2 separate regions of the Capra hircus genome follow, and region 2 is linked to region 1. Evidence: chromatin contacts called from public Hi-C data. All regions are on one chromosome and are shown on one strand. The core of a region is the stretch at or near the end of the contact, and the rest is flanking DNA. Distances in the headings are between cores, read along the strand shown. Region 1 overlaps TEX14 (inactive serine/threonine-protein kinase TEX14). Region 2 has its middle 14 kb from the start of RAD51C.

Evidence for each region. A called contact is a pair of places that touch in the nucleus more often than the background predicts.
Region 2: a contact with region 1 is called in a Hi-C map of blood, with 1.9 times the contacts expected there. The contact joins two enhancer-like sites. A contact is called at or near these places in 2 of 5 Hi-C or Micro-C datasets (both in blood).

The regions. Positions count from the first base shown.
Region 1 is chr19:9,190,479-9,197,283 of ARS1.2, reverse strand. It overlaps TEX14 (inactive serine/threonine-protein kinase TEX14), which reads left to right. Exons shown (of 32, transcript XM_018064130.1): 6 at 294-441; 7 at 1,547-1,660; 8 at 2,568-2,691; 9 at 3,983-4,161. Among named protein-coding and RNA genes, the nearest start is that of TEX14, 57 kb to the left of the region's middle. Within about 2 kb of position 3,508, at least 3 of the 5 cell types and tissues checked have an H3K27ac peak or open chromatin away from gene starts, as enhancers often do.
Region 2 is chr19:9,275,807-9,282,611 of ARS1.2, reverse strand. No RefSeq gene overlaps it. Among named protein-coding and RNA genes, the nearest start is that of RAD51C, 14 kb to the left of the region's middle. Within about 2 kb of position 3,246, at least 5 of the 5 cell types and tissues checked have an H3K27ac peak or open chromatin away from gene starts, as enhancers often do.

The DNA.
Region 1 (6,805 bases), core at 2,259-4,758:
AATTCCCAGTGAAGGCCCCAGACAAGTTCTGTGGGGGCCTCAAGGGTCCCTTGAGGCCTGGTGCTTCCTGTAGGCGTCTGACCTTTCTCTCTGAGCCTCAGTTTCCTCACCGGCAAGAGGGAAAGAGTATCACAACCTTGCAGCGTTTCTTGGAAGATTAAAGATAATAAAAAGAATTACACCCAGTCCATAGGGGTATCCAGGAAATTGGTAAATAGCACCTACCTTTATTTTTAGCTAGCTGACAAGATTCTGGAGGTAGTTGTTTCTCCCTTTTCTCCCACTATTTGAAACTGTGCTTTGCTTTCAGTTTTATCTCACAGGAGGCACACAGCTGGCCTATCTAGGATCTCTTCCAGTAATTGGAGAAAAGGAAGTGATTCAAGCTGACGATGAGCCCACCTTCTCTTTCTTCAGCGGCCCCTACATGGTCATGACCAAGTAAGCGGGAGCTGGCCAGTGGAAGTCGGATTTAGTCCCACAGGAAGAATGGACTTTGTGTGACTTCCCTGTGTGGGGAGGGTTTCTGCCTGAACACAGGGACATACTGAAATACAAATGTCTCCATCAGGGTTTCTCAATCTGGATGCCAGTGACATTCTTGTTCCCCTGGGCTGTTGGGGGTGGTCCTGTGCACCGTAGGCTGTTTGGGAGTGTCCCTGGTTTCTCCTCACTGGATTCCAGTAGCAGCTCTGCCGGCACCCCCAACCCCCTGCATTTATGACTGCGACAACCAGAATGCGTACAGACGAGCCGGACGGCCCCTTGTTGAGAACAGCTGCTCTGAAAGATTACTTACATCAGTGTTTCAGCCTCTCTGCTCTCTAGAGTGAGAGGCAGCATAGTGGTGACTAGCCTCTGATACAGGTCAAAGGGCACTGAAGCCCCGCAGGCATTGGCTAATGGCTCTCACCAGCTGATGCAGCAGAGGTGGCAGTAATAGGATCAGACTCTGATGAAGTCCCTGGGGTGGGCTCAGTCTCCAGCGACCAGCGTCCTACAGGATCACCTGAGTTGTCCTGTCCAAGGTCTCTTGTCCCCCGTGGACCTGGCTGCTGCTGCCCTGCTTGGCAGTCACCCCCGTCTGAGAAGGCCTCTGCAGATCCGCACAGCTCTGCATCTCGTGCAAACGTGCTTCTTGTTTTCCTGCCCGAGCCCCCGATTTGTCACGTCCTCTCTTCTTCCGTCCACCTTGTGTCCCTCCCCAGACCAGCCTCCCAACTGGCCTCTCATTCTCCAGACACCCCGGCCCACCACTCCCCACACAGCTGGTGCCCTGGTCTTTCTAACATGCAAACCTGATCAAGTCACTCCCTCCCTTAAATCCCTCAGTGATTCTCTGCCACCTGTACTAAGTCCCCGAAGTGCTTTAGGCCCTGGGGGTAGGAGCGGGGAGGACACAACATTGCAGGGGCAGGGCGTGGGGTGGGGAGGGAGCTGTACAGAACCTGTGTAAACACTGTTCCCTGATCACGTGTCTGCAGAGTGGCTGTTCACCCCCTCCTGCTCACACCCCTCCTGCTCACTCCCTCTCCTGCCCCGGCAGCCTGGTGTGGAACGGGAGCAGGGTCACGGTGAAGGAGCTGCACCTCTCCACCCACCCGCACTGCAGCAGGCTGCGCCTGGCCGACTTGTTAATCGCCGAGCAAGAGCACAGCAGGCAAGAAAAACCCAAGAGCGTCTCAGACCCAGGTTCAGGGCTATGCAGGGCTGTACCTGAGGGTGGAGACCAGCCTCTTTAGTCTTAGCATTTCCTCCTGGTGGGTTGATTTGACTTCCCAGGGCTGCCAAGAAGGAGAAAGAAGCATTCTTGAAAAGCCTGGGTGCTGGGGATGGTGGTAGTGAGAGGCTCAATTCTGTCTGCTAATAGACTCCCTGCATGTCTCTGAGGTCCGGCCTCAGGCCTGGCTGGCTCATCTGCAGCCCTCAAGGCCCACCGTCAGGACCGCGTGTGCTGTCTCTCCTTGGAAGACATGCCCACACGTCTCAGTACCCTAGGTTCCCTGTGGCTCAGGGTCAGTCCTGCGGGTCCTTCATGTCTTGCTGGGGCAGGAGCTTCATCCTCGGCTGCATACCAGTGTGCTGAGGCCTTGGAATAGTCCTGGCTCATCAATTTCACTCAGCTCCTATAAAGCCAAGCGCTTCGTTTTGGGGAAGTCAGCCTGAAGGGACTCAAGGAGGCTGGACAGGCTCGTGACGTGGATTCTGATGTGAGGCTGGGTGGGACGTGTGACCTTGGGCCTGACCTCTCCCTGGCCTTTGCTTCTTGATCTCTATGAGTGTAACTGTAATGGCACCTTTCCTATAGCTAGTTGTTAGGATCAAGGTGATGTATGTCGAGTCCCTTTCTCAGTAGCTGTTAGTGACATTGTCATCGATGACCCTAAGCCTTCAGGTTCTGATCAGTGAAAAGCCGAGAATTCCATCAACAGAGAACTCAACCCCTACCCCATCCCACTTTCTTAGCAAAACATTGTGTGTAAATAGAATTTGTGTGGAATGTGTTCAGGGAGCCCAGAAGAAAGGAAAGCACCCATCGTTTCATCCTGTCCTCTTTGCCTCTGCAGCAAGTTGCGGCACCCCCACCTGCTGCAGCTGATGGCTGTGTGCCTGTCCCCGGACCTGGAGAAGACCCGCCTCGTGTACGAGCGCGTCACGGTGGGCACGCTGTTCAGTGTCCTCCACGAACGGGTGAATGCCTGTTTCCCCGCATTTTCCCCTTGCTGCCTTTCCCCGCCACTCCAGCTCTCCTTTCCCTTTCTCTCTCTTCTTTTACCCCAGGAGCAGAGTTCCCATTTGTGCACGCATAGAAGAGAAATCTCCTAATTCTTTACTCTGAGGGGGGCTGTGTAATGCACCGTTTAAAGCTAATCAGCACATTGGAACTAGTGTGATTTTATTATTGTTAGTCTGGCTTTTTTAATCACACATCTGAGAGCTCAGTAGACCCAGAAAACACACAGCCACACTTGTAGCTCACAGTAACCAAACAGTCTCTGGCCTTGTTTCCTGGCATTTTCCCTTGTGCCCTAACGCAGGGGCCCTCAGCCTCCTAGAGCCTGATGGTCTAAGATGGCGCTGATGTAATAATAATAGAGATAAAGGGCGCAATAAATGTGACGTGCTTGAAGCATCTGGATACTTTACCTCCCCCGCCCCCATTTTGTGGAAAAATTGTCTTCCACAAAACTGGTCCCTGGTGCCAGAAAGGTTGGGGACCGCTGCCCTCTGGGACCTTTATATGCAAGGCCTTGTCTGTCTCTTCCTACTTTTCAGCTTTCCTGGTGGAGGGTATGGGACACACAGACTCCGTGGGAGCTTGCTTTGGCCTGAAATGTGACTTCCAAAAGGTCCTGATAGATTGGTTTTTCTTTCTCCATGGCTTTGTTTTGAAGACCCTAGGCTGGAGTGAGAAAAGAGCCTGCAGGAAGGGCCCTTCCCTGAAACGGCTCACCCCTCCTCCTGCCTGGGTTTCGGGTTTCACCTCTCAGTGTTAGAGTTCCCTTTCCTCTCCTCGGGGGAGGGCGTTGACTTACAATGCCACTTCTGGGGAGAGAAGAGAGCTCCTGTGACTGGGTGTCTTAGTATGAGGGGATTTCTGTCCTCCTGGAGTAAACTTTCTAGGTCCTCTGGCCACAGCAGGGGCTGGATTGTCCTTTGTGTGTCAAGTTCTCCCGCAGCACAGGCTTGGCATTGCCAGTGGCGGTGGGGCCCACACTGGAGGTGCAGACCAGGTTTGAGGACTTTTCTCCTCATTTTTTTGGTAATATCAAGCAGCTTGGCTAAGGGAGAGGAACCCAGGTTTGGAGTCAGGGGCCCTGAGTCAGTGGGACCTCAGGCTGGTCACTTAACCTCATTGAATCTTAGGTTCCCCACCATGACAGCAGGTGGCTGTCATGACACCTGGTGGCTGTCATGAAGGTCAATACAAAAGACTGGAAACTGTGAAGCCCTTTGCAGCATCCTTTGTTCTTGCTTGCAGCGGGCCCAGTTCCCCGTGTTGCACATGGAGGTGATCGTGCACCTGCTGCTCCAGATCTCCGACGCCCTGAGATACCTGCATTCCCGGGGCTTTATCCACCGCTCCCTCAGCTCCTACGCCATCCACATTGTCTCCACAGGGGAAGCGAGGCTGGCCAACCTGGAGTACATGATGGAAAGGTGGGCTCACCTCGATCATGACTTCCAAACAGGGTCTCCCCAGGGTGGGTGCTTTGCTGTAGAGAGAGAATCTGACCTGGGCAGGATCCCTCATTGGTGGGCTGAACTGCCTAATCAATGGAGGAAGAGGTTTCCCAGTGTCTTCCCCTGTCAGCCCAGGTTAGAGGGGCTTTGGGGAAGTTACTTCTGTTCATTATAATGAATATTTGACAGGCATGAGCACATGTTAGCCAGACTGTAAGTTTTCAGAATTTTCTGTGGCTTCACACAGCCCAAGTATTTCTCACTCACCTTGCCATGCAGCGTGTGTGTGTTGGGAAGGGATGGCATTCACCGTGCTCTGCATTCCTCCCTTCCAGGGCTCCACTGGCCCCCAGGCCTCAGCCTCCCACTGTGTCCTCCGCATCGCTGCTCATTGAGAAAGAGCAAGCCTGGAGGGACGCGTGGAGGGGTTTAGGGACTACCGGAAGTAGGTGTATCATTACTTCCCACTTTACAAGGCCCAGCACCCAGTCACCTCTTCCCTGCAGGCAGGCTGGGAAATGCACCACAGCTGTGCATCCTGGAAGATGTGAGAAGGCGGTGGGTGCTGGTGAGCCTTACGATCCTGACCTGAGTAGGTGGGGCTCAGTGCAGGGAGGGAAGTAGTGATGAAAACATCATCTTTACTCGAGGTTTCGGGCATGGGCTTCATTTCGCATTTGGCAGAAGTCAGAGTCCTCCTGAGAGTGGAGGGCTGGCCCCCATCTCCTGCCCCTCAGTTCTGGGGGGCAGAGGATCTACCCTGCGCTTCCTTACCGTCCTCCGCAGCTCTGAGGCCCGGGCCCAGGGCTGCTCGGGTGCAGCCTGAGCCGCGGGCAGACCCCTGGCTGAGACCTGCTCACCTCCGCTGAGCCTGGTCCTCACCCACCACCATCACTGAGGTTTTATTTCTGAGTCTCTGGCAGGTCTTGCGTGCATACCTGCTAAGTCACTTCAGTCATGGCTGACTCTTTGCAATCCCATGGACTGTTGCCTGCCAGGCTCCTCTGTCTATGGGATTTTCCAGGCAAGAATGCTGGAGTGGGTTGCCATGCCCTCCTCCAGGGGATCTTCCCGATCCAGGGATCAAACCCTTATCCCTCATGTCTCCTGCATTGGCAGGCGAGTTCTTTACCACTAGTGCCACCTGGGAAGCCCCTGGCAGGTCTTGCATCTCATAATTTACTTCTTAGAAAAGCTCTATGAGGACAGGGATTTCTGTTTTATCTGCTGCCATATCTCAGATACCTAGAGGCTAGAGCAGGCCTCCACACAGCGGGAGCTCTGCATGCTCTTAATTTTTTTAATTAAAAATTTTTTTAAAAATTTATTTTAAAACAATGTATTTATTTATTTGGCTGTGCCAGGTCTCAGTTGCAGCACACAGGATCTTTAGTCGTGACACGTGGGATCTTTAGCTGCGGCGTGTGGGATCTAGTTCTCTGAGCAGGGATAGAGCCCAGGCTCCCTGCATTAGGAGTGTGGAGTCTTAGCCAGTGGACCACCAGGGAAATTCCTTTTTATTTTAAAAATTCTATTTTATTTATTTACAGATAATTTTGTTTATTTATGTATTTATGGCCATTCCATGCTGTTTGTGGCATCATAGTTCCCTGACCAGGGATTGAAGCCACACCCCCTGCATTGGCAGCGTGGAGTCTTAACCACTGGACCATCAGGGAAGTTCCTCAACATGTTTTTTAAATTGAATGAAGTGGAAAGACTATCAGTTCCCTGGGCCTCGTGTGTCCCTTGTCTCTGTCTGGAGAGGAGAGCATGGGTCAGATTGGGCTTCCCTTTGTGGGCCTTGGCAAAGGGTTTGAATTTAATCCTTGAAACACTGGTTTACTGTGAAGGATTTTTTTTTTTTTTGAGAAGAATGATGTTCTGGCTGATTCACAGGTTAAGAAGATCCTCCTCACTCTTGCATGGCGACGGGGCAGTGATGGGACGAGAGAGAAACAGGGGAGCAGTTAGCTGTGACTGGAGCCGTTTTCCATTGGAAACCAGTGGAGGCCAGAGCTCTCGCCAGTTGAGCTGCTCAGTCTCAGATCTGGTCCATTCTCAACCCCAGTGTCTCCCTCTGCCTACAAGATTAAGTCCCCGCACTTTGTAGAGTGGGAAGCCTTCCGTGGTGGGGGCTTCACCCGCAGCGTCACCCGCATCACTTACGACTCTGCCTGGCCATCTGAAGACACTTGGCAGGCCATGCCATTTCTCAGGGCAGCTCCTCACGCCTGGAGTACCTGGCACTCCTGTTTATCCTTTTAAACTTATTTCTGACACCATCTTCCACCACACCCCCCCCCCCCCCCCCATGAAGCCTATAGTAAAGCCCTTTCCCCGAATCACCAAGCATGCTTCATTGCCCAGTAGTCAAGTGTCGGCCCCTCCGAATGGTGAGCAGGACCCATACTATGGCTTGTTCATTTTTACCACCCAGCTCAGGGCCTGCCACATAGTAAGTGCTCAGGAAGCATTTGAAGTGAATCCTTGAAGTGATGCAGAACAAGGTTCACCACTTTGGCTATGTGTTCAAGAGCTGAAGGGTTTGGGCATTTTTACCGTTGACTTTTTTCAATAAGGTTTTAGAACCCAAGCTATTTGCCAGTGATGCAGCGCC
Region 2 (6,805 bases), core at 1,997-4,496, 86 kb before region 1:
CAGACTTCAGACTTTATGATCTCCCTCTTCCACCCCAGTATTTTTTTCCTCTCCATCTCATTTACCTCTGTTCTCAGTTATTGCTTGTTAATTTTTAATATGATTTTTACAAATAGCATTACTTCTTCCTGTTTTAAAGATATAAAGCTTGGGAATTCCCTGGTGGTCCAGTGGTTAGGACTCCATGCTTTCACTGCTGTGGGCCCATGTTCAATCTGTAGTGGAGGAACTAAGATCCTGCAAGCAGTCCAATGTGACCAGAAAAAAAAAAGATATAAAAGCTGGCCGATTTATGTTGGTGGAGAAGACAATATTAGAAGAGTCCTTCTGTAAGATAAAACTGTGAGAAATAGGTTGGTTCTAGTGTGATCTTGGGCAACTGAAGAATAGTTAAACATGGGAACTCCAGTTCTAACATACACTGAGGCAGAAAGGAGAGGACTGAGAAGTCTGATGATAATTATGTGAACATGTAATACATGAAGTACTAACCGTTGCCTAAAATGGGATTTGCTCTTTTCAAAGGATCTGAGATAGTCTTGGAGAGGTCAGGAATTTCTTGTAGGATGGGTTGAAACTCTAGTAGTCTTGTGGCTTTCAGACGCCCATGAAAAAGCAAAAGAATGACCCTGTGCTTATAAAGTGTTGAGCACAAGAGAGTTTAAGGATAAGTCAAAACACAACTTAGTCTCGATGAGGAGAGGAGAAACTCTTAATCACAAAAGTGATTTCCAACTGTGAGGATCATCACATTCCAGCTAATGGACCCCTACAACTTATCCAAATATTTGCTGTAGGAGGGGTTGCTGCAAGAGCTTTCCACTAACTCAGTTCAAAATTAGAATTAGTATTTGTGCAGCTGTTCTTGTAAGGGTGATCATTTGCTCCACATTTGAAAAAGAACTTATTTTGTACTTGTGCTCGAAGCTTTGAACGCTCAAGTTATTTGCAGCTCTAACTACATCGACTGAATTTTCAAACGTACTTTTACCAAATTTCATCTTTTCAGATTTGCTATTTCTGTTGCGTAGATACTGGCTTGCTGAACTACACCAGAATCACAGCGAGGCCATTAGGTCCAAGCCCTTGAAGGAAGGAACGAATTTCTTACATTTATATCTGTAGAGTCTTTGCCTTTAACTTTCATTCCAGTAACTATACCAGGAAAGTGAAAGTGAAGTCGCTCAGTCGTGTCTGACTCTTTGTGACCCCTGGACTGTAGCCCACCAAGCCTCTCCGTCCATAGGATTCTCTATCCATAGGATTCTCTAAGCAAGAATACTGGACTGGGTTGCCATTTCCTTCTCCAGGAAAAGGACACGCTAAATGAGATCAGCAAAAGGGGTGTGGAACGTGTAGATGAGCGCAGTGACTGCCATAATGTTTACACTAGGCATTTATTTCCTATGATTTGCAATATTGAAATCTACAAAGTATTCCTTCTTTGTAATTATAGTTTGAAGGCTTAATTCCAGAAGTGGGGGGAGAGGTCTGTAAAATACACGAGAAAAGTGACCCTCTCTTTAGAGTGATTAGAATATGTGGGTGACATGGCAGAGGCCGATAACAACTCATACTTACCTGGCAGGGGAAATACCATGATCACGAAGGTGGTTTTCCCAGGGCGAGGCTGGGAAACACAGCACTCGGGATGTGCTGACCCTGCGATTTCCCCAAATGTGGGAAACTCAACTGCACAATTTGTCGTAGTGGGGGACTTTGTTCACGCTCTCCCCTGATGTGGCTTGTCTTAGGAGAAGGCAGTAATTGAGATTTTCTTTTGTTTGTTACTAGTGGTGGCTGTTGTGAGTTGGCAGTGTAGATCCCAGTTTTAAACTATGGGAATTAGTTCGGCTCCATAAGAGGATGTGAAGACATACAGATTATCTTTTTCTGTTATGGTTGCTTACAGGATTTTTGGTATTTCGGTTTTCCAGCAGGGGTTAGGCCTGGGCATCTTTGGTTTTTTTTTTCCTTTTTTGGGGGGAAAAAATATTGGTCTCTTTCATCGCTGTTGTAGACTTCAAAGAAATTTCTTAACTACTGTGGAAATAGTAAGTTATCTATAAGAAAGTGGTCTCTTTTTTCTAGGTGAGGTGAAGTCGCTCAGTCGTGTCCGAATCTTTGCGACCCTGTGGGCTGGAGTGGGTTGCCATTTTCTTCCTGACCCAGAGATCGAACCCAGGTCTCCCTCATTGCTGGCAGACGCTTTAACCTCTGAGCCAGAGGACCCTTTTATGACCTTTTCTTTCTTCACGAGTAGGTATAGAAGGGGAACCTCTTGAAAGCAACCTGTCCTTGCTTTGTGGTCCGTTTCTCCATTTTCAGGTGGCTTCCCTGGTGGCTCAGACGGTAAAATGTCTGCCCGTAATGCGGGAGACCCGGCTTCGATCCCTGGGTCGGGAAGATCCCCTGGAGAAGGAAATGGCAACCCACTCGAGTCAGTACTCTTGCCTGGAAAATTCCATGGGCAGAGGAGCCTTGTAAGCTACAGTCCACGGGGTCGCAAAGAGTCGGACACGACTGAGCGACTTCACCTCTCCATTTCCAAAGCCACTAGTTTAGTGTCCTCGGTCAGTTGATAATGTAACTCCTCTCCATAAGAGCCTTTGATTACATTAGGCGCACCTGGATAATTCGGGCTGTTCCCGCCCCACCCGGTCGCAAAGCTCATCGCCTCCCTACAATCTCTTCTGTCACAAAGGTGGATCCCATTCCCGGCCCCGGGGATTAGGCCCCGAGCGCCTCCGTGGCCGTCAGTCAGCCTATCGCGAGGCCCCGATTCAGTCGGCGCTACGGAGTGACGTCACTAAGGTGCGCCGAGTATGTAAATGAGCTCGGCGTCGGCTGGCCCTGTTCAGCATGTACTATGAAGCGTTTGTATTATTTTGCAAATATTGCGGTACTGGCAACGGCTTTTCAGGCCTTTATAGTTGGGAGAAGCCGTTATTTCGTAAGTGAGGGTGTAGAGTTGCGGTGAAGAGAGTGACCGTAACTGCGAAGTGTTTGGAACAGGAGGCTGAGTCGGCAGGCAGGGCGAGCAACTCATACTTACCTGGCAGGGGAGATACCATGATCACGAAGGTGGTTTTCCCAGGGCGAGGCTTATCCATTGCACTCCGGATGTGCTGACCCCTGCGATTTCCCCAAATGTGGGAAACTCGACTGCATAATTTGTGGTAGTGGGGGACTGCGTTCGCGCTCTCCCCTGTTTCGTTTTTGTTAAAGAGAAGTTATCAGTTTTTCTGTAAGTTGAATATTTAGTAGCATGGTATAATTTATACCAGATGACGTTAGTTTAGTTCTAAGTCAGTCGTGCCTGGGTTGTTTGTGACCCGATGAATCGCAGCACACTAGGCCTCCTTGTTCATCATCTCCTGGAATTCACTCAGATTCATGTCCATCGACTCCGTGATACTATTCAGCCATTTCATTCTGGGTCGTCTTCTTTTCCTCCTGCTCTCAATCCCTCCCAGCATCAGAGTCTTTTCCAATGAGTCAACGCTTCTCATGAGGTGGTCAAAGTACTGGAGTTTCAGCTTTAGCATCATTCCTTCCAAAGAAATCCTAGCGGTCATCTTCTTGCAGTCCAAGGGACTCTAAAGAGTCTTCTCCAACACCGCAGTTAAAAAGCATCAATTCTTCGGCGCTCAGCCTTCTTCACAGCCCAACTCTCACATCCATACATGACCACAGGAAAAACCATAGCCTCGAGTAGACGGACCTTAGTCGGCAAAGTAATGTCTCTGCTTTTGAATATACTATCTAGGTTGGTCATAACTTTTCCTCCAAAAAGTAAGCGTCTTTTAATTTCATCGCTGCAGTCACCATCTGCAGTGATTTTGGAGCCCAAAAAAACAAAGTCTGACACTGTTTCCACTGTTTCCCCATCTATTTCCCATGAAGTGATGGGACGGATGCTATGATCTTCGTTTTCTGAATGTTGAGCTTTAAGCCAACTTTTTTGCTCTCCTCTTTCCCTTTCATCAAGAGGCTTTTTAGCTCCTCTTCACTTTCTGCTATAAGGGTGGTGTCATCTGCATATCTGAGGTGATTGATATTTCTCCTGGCAATCTTGATTCCAGCTTGTGTTTCTTCCAGTCCAGCGTTTCCCATGATGTACTCTGCATATAAGTTAAATAAGCAGGGTGACAATATACAGCTTTGACGTACTCCTTTTCCTATTTGGAACCAGTCTGTTGTTCCATGTCCAGTTCTAACTGTTGCTTCCTGACCTGCATACAGATTTCTCAAGAGAAAGGAAAGTCTTAAAAAGCAGTGTTGAGGTGTACGGGTGGATAGTGTAGATCTAGGTATATTTTTGGGGAAGGCAGTGGCACTCCACTCCAGCACTCTTGTCTGGAAAATCCTGTGGACGAAGGAGCCTGGTGGGCCGCAGTCCGTGGGGTCGCTGAGAGTTGGACACGACTGAGCGACTTCACTTTCACTTTGCACTTTCATGCAAAATGGCAACCCACTCCAGTGTTCTTGCCTGGAGAATCCCAGGGACGGGGGGCCTCGTGGGCTGCCGTCTATGGGGTCGCACAGAGTCGGACACGACTGAAGCGACTTAGCAGCAGCAGCAGCAGGTATATTTTATGATTTATGGCTTGAACTTTGATTTTGCCTTTATTTTCAGAATATCGCGCTTAGTCGCTCAGCCTGTTTGACTCTTTGTGACCCTGTCAGGCTCTTTTGTCCATGGGATTTTCCAGCTGAGAATACAGGAATGCGTTGCTATTTTTCCCCCAGGGGATCTTGCCCACCCAGGAATCAAACAAGGGTCTCCTGCATTGCAGGTGGATTCTTTACCAGCTGAGCTAAGTGGCTTGATGTATGTGGCATCAAGTAGCAGTGAAGTGAACGTTAATCTTGCTTCTTTTCTGATTTTTACCTCTGGTAGAAAAAGAGGATTAATGTTTATTTCTGACTGCTCTGTTGTTCTCTTAGGTCAGTTTGAAATCTGGATTTTTGAGGCTGTTGAAATCCTCATAAGTAGCCATTTTTCTCTCCAGCACAGTCAAAATTTGGGACTTCTATACTGTTTTAGGGGGCTTTTCTGTTAATCCTTTGTACTTCAGAAAGTTAAATTGAACAGATTGGTTTCTTCTTTATTACCTAAGGAATGCTACATCTGGATTGAATGTGGGTATTTCTAAAGGTCCCCAACCAGTGCCTTTGAGAACCTGTTCTGTTGCTGAAAACTACAGTGTGTCTGCAGGCAACCAACTCCTGTATATGCTGCTGATTCACTGAATTTCATTTTCAGGATATGGTATATTCTGGTTCTGCCTAGTTTCCCAATGTAGCTATTTAGATTTCTAGTGACCTTCACACTCGTGCTTACCTGTCTTGCAGAAGCAGTTCCTGCTGCTTCTCTCCTAGAACAGATCTTGTCCATCTGTATTTAGTCCCTTCCTGACCCTTAGCAATGGGACAGGGTAATTTACAGTGTCTCCAGGGGCCTGATACATAAAAATATGATTTCTCACTTGGCTTCTAAGTTTAAGTACTCACCTGGTAATTAACAATAGTCACTTGAGTTCTGGAGCCTTTGTTTGAAAGGGAACATGAGAGACACAAAGTACATATATTTTGCAGCATGTTTTAAAAATTTGTATCAAAATAACACATATATTTCAAATAGTTCTTTTAGGTTTTTTATTTTTAAATTTATTTTTATTATTTAAAATTTTTATTTATTTGTTTTTGGTTGTGGTGGGTCTTCATTGCTGCACTGGGGCTTTCTCTAGTTGCTGCCAGACGGGCTACTCTTCACTGCAGTGCGAGGGCTTCCCATTGGTGGATTCTTAGCCTCTGTACCACCAGGAAATCCAGTCCTTTTAGGTTTCTAAACTGAGTTCTGCTTCTTCGCGTTCTCCAGGTCCCCTTCAAAGGGAGACACTTTCCACTCTAAAAACAACTAAAATTTTATTCTTGTGACATTTATGAACCTCTTTGTTTCTAAACTAGTGTGCAGGATATTATTCTGTAATGCAGGGGTCTCTCCTTCCCTGGACCTACAGAAGGAGGTGAGCAAGCAAAGCTTCATTTGCCCGCTCCCTATTGCTCTCATTACCGCCTGAACCATCCCCACACAACCCAGCAATCTCCCCAACCCCGGTCTGTGTAAAAATTTTCTTCCATGAAACCAGTCCCTGGTATCAAAAAGGTTGTGGGCCTCTGCTTTAATGCATCCATTCTTTTTTTATTTTCCAACTAGTACCGAGTGGCCAAAATGTGTTCTGATGTTATTATTACTTAATGTAATACATTGTAACTGTGCAGTTGGGAAAACGATTTCTTTTTTTTTTTTTAATTAAACTTTTTATTTTGTATTATAGTATGGCCAGGTAACAATTTTTTTTTAATTTATTTTAATTGGAGGCTAATTACTTTACAGTATAGTAGTGAGTTTTGCCATACATTGACATGAATCAGCCATGGGTGTACACGGTGTGTCCCCCATCCTGAACCTCCCTCCCACCTCCCTCCCCATCCCATCCCTCAGGGTCATCCCAGTGCACCAGCCCTGAGCACCCTGTCTCATGCATCAAACATGGACTGGCGATCTGTTTCACATGTAATATACATGCTTCAATGCTATTTTTGACATTGTCTATGTTTGATAATGGTAAATAAAGATTTAGATCTCTTGCACCACCATTTCTTCTCTATTTTTCCTAATATAGTTTAAAAACCATTTGGTTAAATCAGTATTCAGTTTATATTATTCTTAGGCAAACATTATTCTTCAGCAAGCATTGTCATTGAATATCATTGTTTCCTTTAATTTTATTGTTCT